Regions from separate parts of the Mus musculus genome. Here region 1 is linked to region 2. The links are chromatin contacts, called in public promoter capture Hi-C maps. All regions are on one chromosome and are shown on one strand. The core of a region is the stretch at or near the end of the contact, and the rest is flanking DNA. Distances in the headings are between cores, read along the strand shown. Region 1 holds the start of Mrpl10 (mitochondrial ribosomal protein L10). Region 2 holds the start of Kat7 (K(lysine) acetyltransferase 7).

Evidence for each region. Promoter capture Hi-C pulls out the DNA fragments that hold promoters and counts their contacts.
Region 1: a contact with region 2 is called in a promoter capture Hi-C map of liver, with 2.8 times the contacts expected there. The contact joins the promoter of Mrpl10 here to the promoter of Kat7 in region 2. A contact is called at or near these places in 3 of 39 promoter capture datasets (hippocampal neurons, liver and pre-B cells), 1 of 484 Hi-C or Micro-C datasets (B cells), 1 of 115 datasets of contacts at active chromatin or transcription factors (astrocytes) and 1 of 9 other capture datasets (liver).

What each region holds. Positions count from the first base shown.
Region 1 is chr11:97,035,857-97,043,222 of GRCm38.p6, reverse strand. It overlaps Mrpl10 (mitochondrial ribosomal protein L10), which reads right to left and starts at 1,641. Exons shown (of 5, transcript NM_026154.3): 1 at 1,571-1,641. The coding sequence starts at 1,622. It overlaps Lrrc46 (leucine rich repeat containing 46), which reads left to right and starts at 1,854. Exons shown (of 8, transcript NM_027026.2): 1 at 1,854-2,140; 2 at 2,251-2,356; 3 at 4,343-4,451; 4 at 6,707-6,753; 5 at 7,018-7,127; 6 at 7,282-7,351. The coding sequence starts at 2,119. It also overlaps the pseudogene Gm11533.
Region 2 is chr11:95,304,230-95,311,932 of GRCm38.p6, reverse strand. Kat7 (K(lysine) acetyltransferase 7) reads left to right here and starts at 1,687. Exons shown (of 15, transcript NM_001195003.1): 1 at 1,687-1,898; 2 at 5,737-5,884. The coding sequence starts at 1,884. Gm11520 (predicted gene 11520) reads right to left here and starts at 1,517. Exons shown (of 3, transcript NR_155298.1): 1 at 1,480-1,517.

The DNA of each region.
Region 1 (7,366 bases), core at 392-2,891, 1.7 Mb before region 2:
GTACAGAACTGGTCTACCTGCCCAGCCCGAGGTTCCATCCCTAGCAAGCAAGAAAAACAGAGCAAATGAAAGAACACCACCATGACCAACCATGCCAGTCCTCACTCAAAGCAGCAGTTCTTGAAGCACAAAGACCTCCATCAAGACACCAACATCTGCTTTGTGTGGGAGTGCACATACTTTCCTGCCTGCCCTAAACCTATAAAATTTGAAACTCGGTGGTGGGGTCCAAAAAGTTGTATTTTAATAAACTCTTCCCGTGCTAATGATGGCTTCATCCCACGGCTCTGAGGCTCCTATGACTTGAAGCAAGTAGGGGGTAAAAACACAACAACCTCACAATTCGCCCAAAGGAGTCTTTCTTCAGGTCAGATGGTGAATACCTGAAATCCGAGTTCAAGATCAGCCTCACTAATGAGACCCTGACTCAAACTGCAAAACTAAGGCCTGCGAGACGACTAATCCAGTGCAATAAATGCACTTCCCACCAACTCTGACAACCTAAACACAACCCTTGGAATCCCCCTATGATGGAGAAAAGAAAAAGAGGCACGCAAGCTGCCTTCTGACCTTTTTGTGCCCAATAGCACAAAATGATGATAATAGGAAAAGCTTGGAAGGTCCCCTCTGCACCCAAGGACATTCTTCAAAGCTCTGAGCCAACGTGACTCTTTCAACCCTAACATAAAGACCAATAGCGTCGTTTTGTAGGGAAAAGATCAGCTAGAAGACTCCAGGTAATATAGAGGATTGCCAGGGTGAGAGGTTTTATGGTTAAGGGCCACAAGAGCTGTTACGAGTGCCTTTGGGATGAGATGGGGCTGGAGAGATGGCTCAGCGGTTAAGAGCACTGACTGCTCTTCCAGAGGTCCCGAGTTCAATTCCCAGCAACCGCATGGTGGCTCACAACCATCTGTAATGAGATTTGATGCCCTCTTCTGATGTGTCTGAAGACAGCAACAGTGTACTCACTTACAGAAAGTAAATACTTCTTTAAAAAATAAAAATAATGCCTTCCTCCCAAGGTGCCTTTGCTTTGAAGCAATGAGTACAATCCTACAGTATGGTGTCAAATTTACCCATTAAATGCCTGATGCCTATTAACAGCAGACACCACAGCTGAGATGGACACAGTGAAGTTTAACAGATCAGACGAGACACGTGCATAAACAAAACTAGACTGAATTGATAAAAGTAAATTTCACCAAAGAACCTGCTCTTTATGGAGAGAGGGTAGTTGAGAGAAGACTTGAATCTGTGTTTGGGCTAAGACCTTAAGAAGGAATACATAAATTTTCTGGAAAGGACTCTCCGGGACCAGGAGTAAGAACTGAGCGAAGGGTTAGAAAAATCCAAAGCGAGGTCCTGTGATTCCCGGCTTGGGGGGAGGGGCTGTGGAAGGGATGTCACCGGCAGGTAATGACCCAGTCAAATCAGAGATCCGGCTAGTGGCAGGGTCTCCTAGAGCTGTCGACGGTCAGAGATTACGGGAAAGGTCAGAAGGAAAGGAGGGTGGCGAGGGCTAGAGAGCGCCATCCTGCGTGCAGGGAGGCCCTGGGCCACTCCTTACCCGCCCGGGGCGGGAGACCTCCACGGAGGATCCCGGCCACCGCCGCAGCCATCGCTACAGGAAGTTCCCATGCGCGCTGCGCGGAGACGGAAGTAGCTAAGGATTGTGGGGCAGCAGTAAAAAAAAAAAAAAAAAAAAAAAAAAAACAAAAACCCGGGCCCGGAAATAGTGGGCGTGGCGCCTGATAGGGCCGCTATGCGCATGCGTGGAGCTGGGCCTCTTTCTCCTCTTCCCCCCCTCCCCCCGTTCCGTCAGACCTGGCGTCCAGTCTCCTAGCAACGACGCGAGACCTCAAGGAACGGTTCTTTCTATTCCTTCTGGTCCTTTCAGTTTAAGGCCAGTAAAGCCACGCTACACACCTCTAACTCCAGATCCTTCGTTCCCATTTACTCCTATTTTCCACCGCACCCCCAATAATTCTCAGAACCCCCTGCCCTTGTCTCCTCAGTCTTCCCTCCAACCTGGGTTCAACCAGCCCAACCGTCTAAGCTTCTCTGCTCGCCTTCGTCCATCTACCTGCCTCAAGCAGCCGCTGTTTATTTTAGATCATGCCAGGAGACGAGCAGGAAGGTGAGTTGACAGAACAGTTGGGCAACAGTGAGGTCGGTCGGGTTTCCAAAAAAAAAAAAAAAAAAAAAAAAAAATGAACCCAAGGCGACAAAAGGCTCATCTTTCCCCAGCTAAGAAAGCTGCCCAGAGAACCGAGGAAGGTGTCCACATTACTGAAGCCCTTATCACCAAGCGGAACCTGACCTTCCCTGGAGATGAAGACCTGTCAGAAAAGATGTGAGTGGACAGGAGAGAAAGGGGTGATAGAAGGCGGGAACAGTGACGTCCAGGTTGCTGAGCTGTACTGACTTTGAAACTTTCTCTCCTTACTTACTCCACTTACTAATCAGTATTACTTTCCGGTTGGTTTTTTTACTTTTTTTTTTGTTTTGTTTTGTTTTGTTTTTTTCGGGACAGGGTTTCTCTGTGTAGCCCTGGCTGTCCTGGAACTCACTCTGTAGACCAGGCTGTCCTGGAAATCAGTAATCCACCTGCCAATGCCTCACAAGTGCTGGGATTAAAGGCGTGCGCCACCACCACCCAGCGGTTTTTACTTCTTGAAGACGATTTTTTTCATACATCCTCAGCTGCCTTGGAGGTCACTACCTCACCTCTTAGCAAACTTCAAAATTCTCCGCCCAGTTCCCAGTCTGGCCTTCCCATACTGCTGTTACACCATTGATTGTTATAAATGATAAATCTAATTACTCCCTGGTAGAAACTTCCTCAACAACCTACTACAGCCAGAGTAAAATCCAAATAGCATTAACCAACCTTATTTACAGCTACATTCTGCAAGTGTGCAATTCCTCATACCATGTTCTTTTTTTCTTTTCTTTCTTTTCTTTCTTTTTTTTTTCTTTGGTTGTTTTTTGTTTTTGTTTTTTTTCCGAGACAGGGTTTCTCTGTGTATCCCTGGCTGTCCTGGAACTCACTTTGTAGACCAGGCTGGCCTCGAACTCAGAAATCCGCCTGCCTCTGCCTCCCGAGTGCTGGGATTAAAGGCATGCACCACCATGCCCGGCTTCTTTTTTTTTTTTTAACATTCTTTTTTTTTATTATGTGTACAATTCATTCCAGCCTCCATGTCAGAAGAGGGCACTAGATCCCATCAAAGATAGTTATGAGCCACCATGTGGTTGCTGAGAATTGAACTCAGGACCTCTGGAAGAGCAGCCAGTGATGCTCTCAGCCTCTGAGCCCTCTCTCCAGCACTCATACCATGCATAGTCTTGCTTGGCATCGCCTGAGAGCTTGCCTTGTTAGAAATGAATTTCCACTGGGGATATAGCTCACTGGACACAACCACATAACCTAACTAACACACGCTAACAACCACAATAACCTGGCTGTGGTATAATCCTGGCCCTCAAGAGGTCGTGGCAGGAAGATCTGAAGTTCAAGCTCATTCCCCACCGCTACACAGAAAGTCTGAGGCCACCCAGGGTTACACGAAGCTCTTTGCCTTTACCAGAAAGAAAGAAGGACACCCGCTCAAACCTACTGAATTAGAATCCACATCTTACAGTACCCAAAGGATTCGCAGGCATATGCAAATTCAAGACAAGCTGGATTAGCACATGCATGCACGGCATTGTCCCCCTCCCCCTTCCGCCTCTCACTGCCTATGCATTGGTCACCTCTTCTAGGACGTTCCTGACGCCCCCAGTGTGGAGTTGGTACATGGTCCATGTACCCACTTTTGTGCCTCTGGCATCCACCTGTCATAGTTATCTTGTTGGACTCCCTAATAACGATGGCCGAGGGCCTACGTCATTTTTCCCGAGGACACTCAGTAAATTTGGAAATAATGAGCATAAGGATAGAACAAGTGATTTCTTTCCATAGCCATTAGAAAGGGAGAAAGGTTCTGCCAGGAGACATGAGTCTTTCTGCATCTATCCTCACCCCAGCCTTGCCGCCACCATCCTAGGAAAGCTGCTCTTGTTCCGAATCTCCAGGAAGCATGGACAGCCACCTAGCAGCTTTCCAGAAGGCCCCTGTCAGCTTGTGCTTGGCTTTCTCCGCGCCACCACTGGAGAGCCACGTGTCTGAGACCAGCCAGTCTCATGACTTAGACTGGTGTCACGAAGCTGTCCTTGACATCTCAAAGCCACTCAGCCCTTACCCTCTTCCTTTCCTTGAGTGAGACACGTCTCCTCTTCCCTCCCTCCCATCATCTATTGAAGACCACAGGTGTGAACCCTGTTTACTCTCCTCTAGGTTTCACACTCTCGGTGAACTGGAGACTGTCCGCCTGGACGGGGAAGGGATTACTTGTATCGGGAATTTAGAGAAACTCCGGAATATTCACAGCCTCTACCTGCAATCGGTAAAGTCTCCCCCACCCCCAGCACACGCGCACACGCACACACACTCATGCTTCCTGTCCTTTCCCTGCTGTGAACCTAGTTTGTCTAATCTGAAAACAGCTGAACAGCTCATCCTTGCGTTTCTGGTGTTTTGGCCAGGAGAACATTCCCAAGTGGATCAGGAATTCTCCTGAATTGAAACACTAATTTCTGGCTGGGTGTTGGTGGCACACACATTTAATTTCAACACTTTGGAGGCAGAGGCAAGGCAGATCTCTGTGAGTTCCAGGACAGTCAGGACAACACAGAGACACCCTGTCTTGAAAACACAAAGCAAAACAAACAAACCAGCATAAAGACTGATTTCCTACCCCACCTTACCAAGAGCTCCGAGCTTTAGAATCACTATGTTCGGACACTTCTCTTGGTCTAGATTCCAGGCCTTCTAGACTGTCGAAGATCCTCTCAGGCTCAAGCCTGTTCCCATTGGGGGGGGGGGTGGCATATGCCTGTCACCCCAGTCCTTGAGCACTGAAGACTGACAAGATCGAGGCTACCTAAGTTACATAGGAAGTCCCAGTCTGCCACACAGAACTCTTAAAATAAATATAGATCCAAGTGTGGGGGCGCATGCTTCTGGTCCCATCACTTGGGAAGCAGAGGTAGGCAAATCTCTGAGTTGGAGGCCAGCCTGTTCTATAATTTCCAGGCCAGCCAAGGCCAAATTAAGTGACTGTCTATAAACAAACAAACAGCCTGGCAGTGGTGGCGCACGCCTTTAATCCCAAGCACCTGGGAGGTAGAGGCAGGCGATTTCTGAGTTTGAGGCCAGCCTGGTCACAGAGTGAGTTCCAGGACAGCCAGGGCTACACAGAGAAACCCTGCCTCGAAAAACCAACCAGCCAACAAACAAATAAAGGGCTGGCAAGATGGCTCAGCACATAAAAGGGCTTGCTGCCAAGCCTGTAACTTAAGTTCAATCCCAAGTCCCACATAGTAGGAGAGAACTGACTATCAATTTGTTTGTTTTCTGACCTCCACGCAGATGTGCTCTCGCACCACACACACACACACACACACACACACACACACACACACACATATACAATGTCATTAAAAATGTTTAAACAAGTACCCAGTTACCATTTTGATACTGCCTACATCCTTCAGATCTCTCTCTCTCTCCTCTCTGATCTTGCCTGAGTTTACTTGTAAAAACAGCAAAGGACACTGGTCATCTGCAAATAATGTGTGGGAAGGTGTGTCACAGCAGTCCGTCTGTCTTCACACTGGCAGGAGCCTTTTCCATGGGGCCTTCAGAAGGGCCTGGGTACCTTTGGGGGCCTGAGCACCTTTGGGAGCCAGGGCTGCAGCTGAAGCCTGGGCCTTAGCTGGAGCTTTGGCCCCTGCCTCTATTTGAACCTTAGGCTTCGGTTGGCAGAGCCTCTGACCCTTGGCCATGTAGCTTCGAATCCGCTTCCCAAGCTTAGGGTGAGCGATGAAAGCCAGCCGCTTGAGTTTGGGGCCTTTTGGCATCTTGGCCTTGATGGCCTAAGGCTTCACCAGGGCCTTGATGGCCTCTGCACATGCACTCACTGCCTTTGCATTGTTGGCCTGCATCTTCTTCAGGCCTTTCTTCTTGTGCTTCTTGGCAAAACGCATGTTCCTCAGGAACTTGGGGTCAACCCCCTTAAGAGATTCGTATCTTTGCGACCGGGGTTTCTTGATGCCATTTCTGTGCCATTTGCCGGACTGGTTGTGTGTGGTGTGGTTCTTGGACTTGGCTGTGTCTGCACGGTAGAACCTGTGGCTCCGGAAGTGCTTGGGGCCCTTCAGATCCTTTGGAGGCTGTGCCGTGGTGGTTGGGTGATCTTCAGCCTTTCCTAGGGTGAATATAGCCAGAGCGCTTAAACTTCTCCTATAAAAGTCTTGTGAGCCAACTAGTACACAATCATTGTTCCTTCTGGGTTTGCAGACCCCTAGGAGGCCTTTTCCATTTCCCTAGGGCCCCTTGGTTTCCTTCTTGAGTTTCCAGTCCATCTTTGGTCAACTCATTGAACTAGCCCCAAGTTTACACATTAACCATTGACCAGAGAAAACAAATCCTCTCCCCCCAAGGAAATGGCATCCAGCTACTTGGTCAGGTTGAGTGGCCATTCTCTAAGGGTAATGGCTGCTGCTGAGCATAACCATGGTGGTAGACTGTCATCCCTTTCACAAGACTTCCCACCCGGCTGCCTTAACTTGGTTTCCCCACCTTGGTTTCCTCCTGCAGAATAAGATCCAGCGCATTGAGAACTTGGCATGCATCACCTCCCTGCGGTATGTGGCACCAAGGCAGGGAAAGAGTAGGGAGTGGGTGGTGGGTGGCGAGAAACTGGCTACACCACTAGAACTGGCTTGGGGCTCTCTAAGCCTGACTCTGCTTCCCTCAGCCCACAAGGCTTTGAGTCCCCACTTTGTCAGCCAGCTACCTACACAGGGAGCCTAGGTACTTGGCGCCCTGCCCTCCTCCTTTTTCCCTCCTCCTTCTCCAGCCGTCCTGTAGCTCAGCCTTGTCTCTGTCTTTCCCTCCCTCCTTTGCAGCTTCCTGTCTTTGGCAAGAAACCAAATCAGGCATGTGGAAAACCTCCTTGACCTCCAGTACCTCCAGTTTCTGGACCTGTCTGAGAACCTGATAGAAACGCTGAAGCTAGGTAGGGACGCCTGGCCCTGGTTCATGGAATGGAGGGGTCCTCTCTCCTCTTGGCTCCAAGCTCCTTCTGATTTTTGCTATAGTCCCCGATGCTTGTCTCTCTTGGGGAAGGGGGTGCAGAGCAGGCATGAGACCCCATTCTTTCTGCTGTACAGATGAGCTCCCTGAGAGCCTTCTCATCCTCAACCTGTGTGGAAATCCCTGCACCAACCAGGAAGGCTACAGGTGAGAAGGGACTGA
Region 2 (7,703 bases), core at 438-2,937:
CCAGGAACATATCCTTACGTGAAAAGAACAGTGATAGAATGGATTAAACACGAGAGAGCTAAAATAATACAAAGGAAAATATCTGAGCCCTTTTCAAGCAAGTTTTTATGTGCAAATCAACTCACAAAGATTGTTAAAAGGTATTTATACTAAGTACTAAAAGCAAAATACCGAATGCTAATGGCGTCAACAATGGCTTAAGCTATTCCCCACCCCCAGCCCCAGGGAATGTGGGCTAAGGGTCTGGAATTTTTTTAACTCCGAAGAGTCCTCTGTTTAGCATGTCAATCAGGTTTGTATTCTGTTCTTAAAGCCTCTCTCCAGGTTAGCCAGCCTCAAATGGAAATTCTGATAGGGGCCTGTGGGGGTTCAGGGGATAAAAGCACTTGCTCTTTCAGCAAGCTGGATGACCCGAGTTTGATCCCAGAGACACCACAAAGGTGGAAGTTAGGAATCTATTCCCCAAAGTTGTCCTCTGAGCACTCACCTGGTCATGAGTGCGTGCTCAGCTCACACACACACACACACACAAATCTGGAACCAGAATTCTATCTTGGTAATTACTGAGGTTGCTTTGATTCCAGCAAGTCACTCTTGGTTCACCTTGGTTCTTTCAAGTCCTCTGAGGCTAAAACTTCAAGGCCTACAAACCACTTTCCAGACTTTTCTTTTTCGAGACAGGATCTAGCCTGGAACTGGCCATGTAGACCAGGCTGGCCGTAAGCTCATGATTTGGATCTGCCTGCTTCAAAAAGCATGCACCCCCACCCCCACCCCCCCACCTGGTTCCAGACTTTTCGTATAGCTCTTTCTTCTAGTCTTAATTTCTTCTTCTTATGGCCTTTTATTATTACTTGAATACCCACTCCCTTTCTAGTGTCTTTCAAAATACTATTTCTCTCTCCACTCAGTTCTTGGCTCTTGCATTTGTGCTACAGAGGTCACACGGGCTGAATGAGGTTCAACACTTCTCCGACTTTTGGTACAGCACCCTCACATTCAAACCACGTCCTCCGCCCCTCTCCGGGCCACCCAAAGATCTCAAACCAAAGCAGAGCACTGATAAGCCGGGGGCGTTTCACAACAGAGATAAACTGGAAATTCTTTGGCGCTCCGGCATCCTGAGAATGGCTCTGCATCATCTCATAACTTACTTCTTGTTCTCTTAACGCAAGGACAAGGCATAAAGAGAACACTCTACCCCACTTCAAGACCGACAACGACCCTGTCAATCCTTTATTCAAGCCCCATTCACACCACTCCGGAACACGGAATAGCTCTTACAGCAGTTCCTTGGGCAAAATATCTCTTGCCAGTTCGGAGTTTACAGAATGAACGGAAACGTCCTTCGGCCGACTAGGAAATGAAAGAGTTAAAGATCGACAACCTGATGGATTCTGGGGTTTTCCTCCCTCCACGCCACAAATTAAAACGACGAGGAAGGAAGAGTTTGCCCAATGTAAAGATGAAAACGGTTACCTTCAACTGCCAGACTTCTGCCCCAAACAATCATGGCTACCTAATCCCACACGAATGCCGCCTACCTAACTAAAAAGGTCTAGCCGAAGGTTTCACCACTGGTGCCGTCTCCTGCCCAATTCCAAAATGGCGCTGACTGGCCTCACTAAGAGTTTCGAGCTTCCCATGATCCTCACTGGCCTAAAGGTCAGGTGACGCAAGCCTCAGCCGGAAGTTAAGGAATAGGCGCTTCCAGCCCGCGGCGCTTGCGCAGAAGGCTCTAGACGCTGAGAGGTAGGAGGCACTTGGGATCGTCCGCAGGGTTTGGGACAGCTACAGAGGCCGCCACGGAGCCCGCCGGAGCCCCCGTTCCTGCTGGTGCTGCCGCCGCCCGAATCGGAACCGTCGGGCTGCAGCCGCCGGCAATGCCGCGAAGGAAGGTGAGAAATGGCAGAGAAGGGATGGCGGGTTTCTAAGGGGAGTCGATTGAGTAACGTGACGCGGTTGGCCACGCCTCGTCGTGCTTGGGTTCCAACTTTCTGGTCCCCCGAACCTAGCCTAGCTACTCTGTCTCCTCTCGGTACCAGACAGAAAAATGTGGGCCCGACCCTGGCCTCGGCCTATGCCTGTAACTATTCCCGCCCTCTGCTTGCCCGGATCGGAGGCGTTCTTGTTAATTGGTCGCGGAAATGTCTAGAAGCGTATTGATTGGATGGTGACGCCGCCTGTTTGGGCCCAACGGTCACCTCCCCGCGTGCGTGGGCGGTGTCTCGGTCTGGCCCCGGTGCTCTCCGACTGGCTGTGGCGAATGCTCTCCCTTCTCTTTATTGGCCCAGCTTTGCAGTCTGTTCTTGTGGCGGGTGCGGCTTAGCAAGGCCTGGATTGGGGCGACCAACGCCCCGCCCTTCCGGATAGAGATGGCGATAGGTGTTGTAAAGGCGAGTTGGGAAGACCACTTTCCTTTCCTGGTGGGGGGATTACAACAAAGCCGAGGATGGGTGGTTAGAAAGCCAGCGCCCACCCCCAAGGGATAGCTCGCAGGCCTGTTGCGTCTCAGTCACCGTCTTCCACCTATTTGTTCAGTTTGACATTTCCTGGTCAGTAAATGTTTGTTGAACTGTATGACATTTGCCCCATATGTTCAGTCGTAAAATGCAAAGAGCAGTGTTACGTGCTAGTTGCTAGGAATTCGAAAAGTATGCGTGATCACTGGCTTAAAGGGTTATCGCTGTTGAGAGAAGAACACAAAGAACCATAGTTCATACAGTCTCTGCTTGAAATTGTATACACTGTAAGAAAGCCGTTAACGTGGGAAATAAGTAAAGAGCTGATTTTCAGGGTTAAGCCAGGCAGAATTGATAGGTCATGGACGGGTGTCAGGGTCTTTGGCTGAGATGACCCTAAAGTTTGCCTTTTAGTGACATTCTGTGCCTCTATTTACTTGTGGTCAGATTTTTGAATGAAATATTTGGATGGATAGACGGTTGGTATTCATATTTCTGCAGAGATCACTCTTCATGGAAGCTTTCCAAGTTAAATATTTACATTAATGTCTCTTGCAATGACCAGAGTTGACAGGTAGTATTTTTTTAAAAGATTAATTTATGTATTTTATGTATGTGAGTACACTGTAGCTGTACAGATGGTTGTGAGCCTTCATGTGGTTGTTGGGAATTGAATTTTTAGGACCTCTGCTCACTCAGGCCCAAAGATTTATTTATTATTATACATGAGTACATTGTAGCTGAGTTTAGACGCACCAGAAGAGGGCACAGGTGTTTGTGAGCCACCATGTGGTTGCTGGGATTTGAACTCAGAACCCTCGGTAGAGCAGTCAGTGCTCTTAACCTGCTGAGCCATCTCATCAGCTCGACAGGTAGTATTTATATCCAGGCATACCAAATACAAGAGACAGACCTACTGGTTTGTTGGAATGATCTAGTCTCCTTTTAGCAGTTTCCAAATGTAAAAGTGGAGAATGTAAATTCTTCCTGGATGTTATGGTACAAGCCTTTAATTCCAGCACTTGGGAGGTGGATCTCTATAGTTTGAGGTACACATGGCTGATATGCTGGGGTGTCCTGACTCAAAAAGAAGAAGAAAATGTAAGTTCTTGCTGGGTATAGTGATACACACCTGTAGTTCTGGCATCCTGGAGGCTGAGGCAGGAGGCTCATCTTGAGCTTAAGGCAAACCTGGGTTATATAATAAATTCCAGGCCAGCCTGAGCTAAATAGCAAGAACCTATCTCAAAACCAACAAAACCCAAATGTAAATATGTTGGTAACTTGGTTGATGGCCAATCTGTCCTAATCTATCCTTAGGTTATTTAGTTTTTTTATATGCCTCATGTAGTGTGATACTAAATTTCTGTTTGCTAGAAAATATTAATGTTTTTAGTGTGGGTTGTTAATCACAGGATATATGTGTCCTCTGTAAGAATCTAGTAACTCCAAACATACTTGGCCCCAGGGAGCTTATTCTTTGAATAAAGCGTTGGGGCCTGGGACTAAGCTATAGCTCAGTGGGGTGTGGTTACTGCCGGGAAGCCCTGAGTTCAGTCCTTCGTCTGTCCCACTCCCTTTTCCTGCCAAAGATAGTAGGACTGAGTTTGAGGAGTTGTAGTGATTTCAGCAAGTACTCTTTGTCCAGCTTAGAAAAGAGCACGTGTCAGTGCTTACTAGGTAAAGTAATCTTCATGGCTCATCACCCTTCCAGAGGCCGAGAGTTATGGCTAGGGTGTGGCATGCGTTTTTCTGAGAACCTGACACGTGGGGCTGCAGGGATTGTTCAGCTGGTCAGAGTACTCATTGCTCTTGTAGAGGACTGGGTTCCAAGCACCTTGTTTCAAGCCTCACAACCGCTTATGACTCCAGTCCCAGGTGACTGGACAACCTCCCTTGACCTCCGAGGGCGTGTATGAGATCAATATACAGGCAAAACTTTCACACATACAGTAAAATAAATCTAATTTTTAAAAAGCCCGGTTTGAATACCTATTTAGTTTTTAGTATAAATTCCTTTCCAGCAGCACTTATAACATCCATGTGGAGAAACTTTGAGGACTGATGGTTAAGAAAATAATTTGTATCTTTTTTTTGGTTAATTTCTTTCAGTGGGTAAGAGCACCCGACTGCTCTTCCGAAGGTCCAGAGTTCAAATCCCAGCAACCACATGGTGGCTTACAACCATCCGTAACAAGATCTGACTCCCTCTTCTGGTGTGTCTGAAGACAGCTACAGTGTACTTACATATAATAATAAATAAATCTTAAAAAAAAAAAAAAGAGCTCCTAGAACTGGAGCTCCAGGTAGTTGTAAGCTGCCATGGATGTTGGGAATTGAACCCAGGTCCTCTGGAAGAGCAGCAAATGCTCTTAACCACCAAACCATCTCTCCAGCCCCAAGAACATACTTTGAAATGACCCCGGTCAGGGTTTCTCTGTAGCTCTGGCTGTCCTGGAACTCTGTTATGTAGACCAGGCTGCCCTGGACTCACAGAGATCTTCTTACTCCTAGGATTAATGGCATACACCACCATGCCCAGCTAATATAATTTTTATTATATTATAATATATAATATAATTTTTGTTGATGGAGAATTTGAATAAAATTTACCCCAAAGTTCAGTGAGGCCTAGCAATAACATTTTATATGCCATCTTGGACTTTTTCTTTTCCTTTTTTTTTTTTAAGGTTTAGTTGTACTATTTTAATTATCTGGATGTGTGTAGGGATGTGTGAGAACAGGTGCCTGCGGAGGCTGGAGGTATTTGGCTCCCTCTGGAGCGGGAGTTACAGACTTCAGTTGTGAACTACCAAGTGGGCAAGTGCTGGCAAATGAACTAGGGTCCTTTGCCGGAGCGGCCTGTGCTGTCAGCCACTGGACTGTGCTTTTTCTTTCGTTTGTCCTTTTTATTTTTTTCTTGACTAGCCAGACCATTTTGATTTGGGTGTTTTGTTGTTGGGTTGGGTGCTTTTATTTCCAATTTCTAGTGATTCAGTCCAGATTGTTTCAGAATTAGTGATAATACACGAAGAATTACTTCTCTTCTCGGTCTGCTGAGTACAGGTGGTTTGGTTGTAGGTCATTCCACTAGCATGTCTGAAAGGAAGGGCAGCGCCTCTGCACAGCAGGGAGGGGAAAGGCTGGCTGGTGGTGGAGTCCTTCCTTATGTTGGAACTTGGTACTTCAGCATCATGGTTCATTTTACTTCCAGTGCTAATAGAAAACTGTAGTAAATGCTTTTGTGCTAATGTCTGGATCTATGGTATTGCAGAGAAATGCAGGCAGTAGTTCAGATGGAACCGAAGATTCCGATTTTTCTACAGATCTCGAGCATACAGACAGTTCAGAGAGTGATGGCACCTCGCGCCGATCTGCCCGAGTCACCCGCTCCTCAGCCAGGCTAAGCCAGAGTTCCCAAGGTAAACATGTTTTCCTTTCCCCTGACTTCTTCACAGTGGACAGTGGTGTCATTCTGTTGTGCTGGTTCATAGGGATACTGCTCCTGAGCTTGATGGAGAGCAGTGGTTCTCAGCCCTCCTAACACTGCGACCCTTTAGTACAATTCTTCATGTTTTCGTGACCCCCCTCCTTTAAATTATTATTTTTTAAAGATTTATTGTGCGTACAGCACCTGTCTGTGTGTGTGCCTGCAGGCCAGAAGAGGGCGCTAGATCTCATTATCGATGGTTATGAGCCACCATGTGGGTGCTGAGACCTCTGGAAGAGCAGCTGTCTCTCCAGCCCCCCATTAAATAATCGTTGTTACTTCATAACCATAGCTTTACTAAGGTTATGCATCATACTGTAAATATCTGATACGCAGGATACCTGACATTTGGCCCCTGTGAAAGGATCATTTAATACCCTACCTACAAAGGGGTTGAGACCCACAGGTTGAAAACCATTGGTATAGGTGGTAGAATGGTCAAAGTGTAAGGCAGCTGCTGAAATACTCGGTCTTCAAAGTGGTTTCTGTCAGATGTTCTTTTATAGGCAGTGGCTTATATAAATGTGAGATGCAGGTGTCTTGAAGACTGTATGGCGTTCGTTATAGGTCATCGTAAAACGATAAAATGGGAATGTTATCTCATCACTATAAAATGGCTTAAGAGTTAAATTGCTTATTGAGTGTGTCAGTGAGATTTAATGCTTCTAAAGGTACTTTTAATTCTAGAATATAGAGTCACATTTGATAGAATAACTTTGAATAAATATTCAGAATGTTGCTTTGGTAGTGAAATAAACAAAAGGCTTGTGGTTAGAAGTACTTGGAAGGCTCTCTAATGTATTTAGTCACTTGGGCTTATGTAGAAGTAGGCTTTTCCCCTCCTAGTTTTATTCAGCATGGAAGAAAGGTTTTTCAGCTAATATACAAAGGTGGTTATCAGTCTGCAACAATAGAGTAAATGGGAAATTATAATATGGCGTCGGGTGTGGTGTTGCACACCTTTAGTCCCAGCACTTTGGAAGCAGAGGCCCGCAGATCTCTGAATTCAAGGCCAGCCCCGTCTATATAGAGTGTTCGAGGCTAGCCAGAGATACTGAGACTCTGGCTTTCAACAAAAAATAACCAAAAAAGTAACTGTGTGTGCGTGTTTTATGTATGTATGTATGTATGTATATATATATATGTATGTATGTATATGTATGTATACATGTCTGTACACATACAAATAAATAAAATGATTTGTTAACAAATCCTTTGGTCAGCCGGGCATGGTGGCGCACGCCTTTAATTCCAGAGGCAGGCGGATTTTTGAGTTCAAGGACAGCCAGGGCTACACAGAGAAACCCTCTTGAAAAAACAAAAAAACAAAAACAAAACCTTTGGAAGCCCAGGGGTGGAGCAACCACATTCTGTGAGAAGGTCTCCTAGAACAGTCTGGAGGAGTCCAGTAGGACTTTGCATATTGAAGATGAGCAAAATATTTTGGGGCAGAAGGAATCATATATACAAAGAGTCATAATGGTTCTTAGACACTGCAGTTAGCTATGCCCTAAAGGTGATGGATATTCAAAACAGAGCTGGGGGGGGGGTCTCTGTAGTTATTTTATTTCATGGCCACAAAGCTACACGATCTTTGGGAGCATCAGTCACAGGGTTTCCTAGTGTGAAGTATAGACAGACTTGTGAAAAGATATAAAGATACCCTAAAACTATATAGTCTTTGGACCCTGCCTGCATACCAACTTACCTCTCCTGACAGTTTGACAATTTCAACTTAGACATTGTCATAG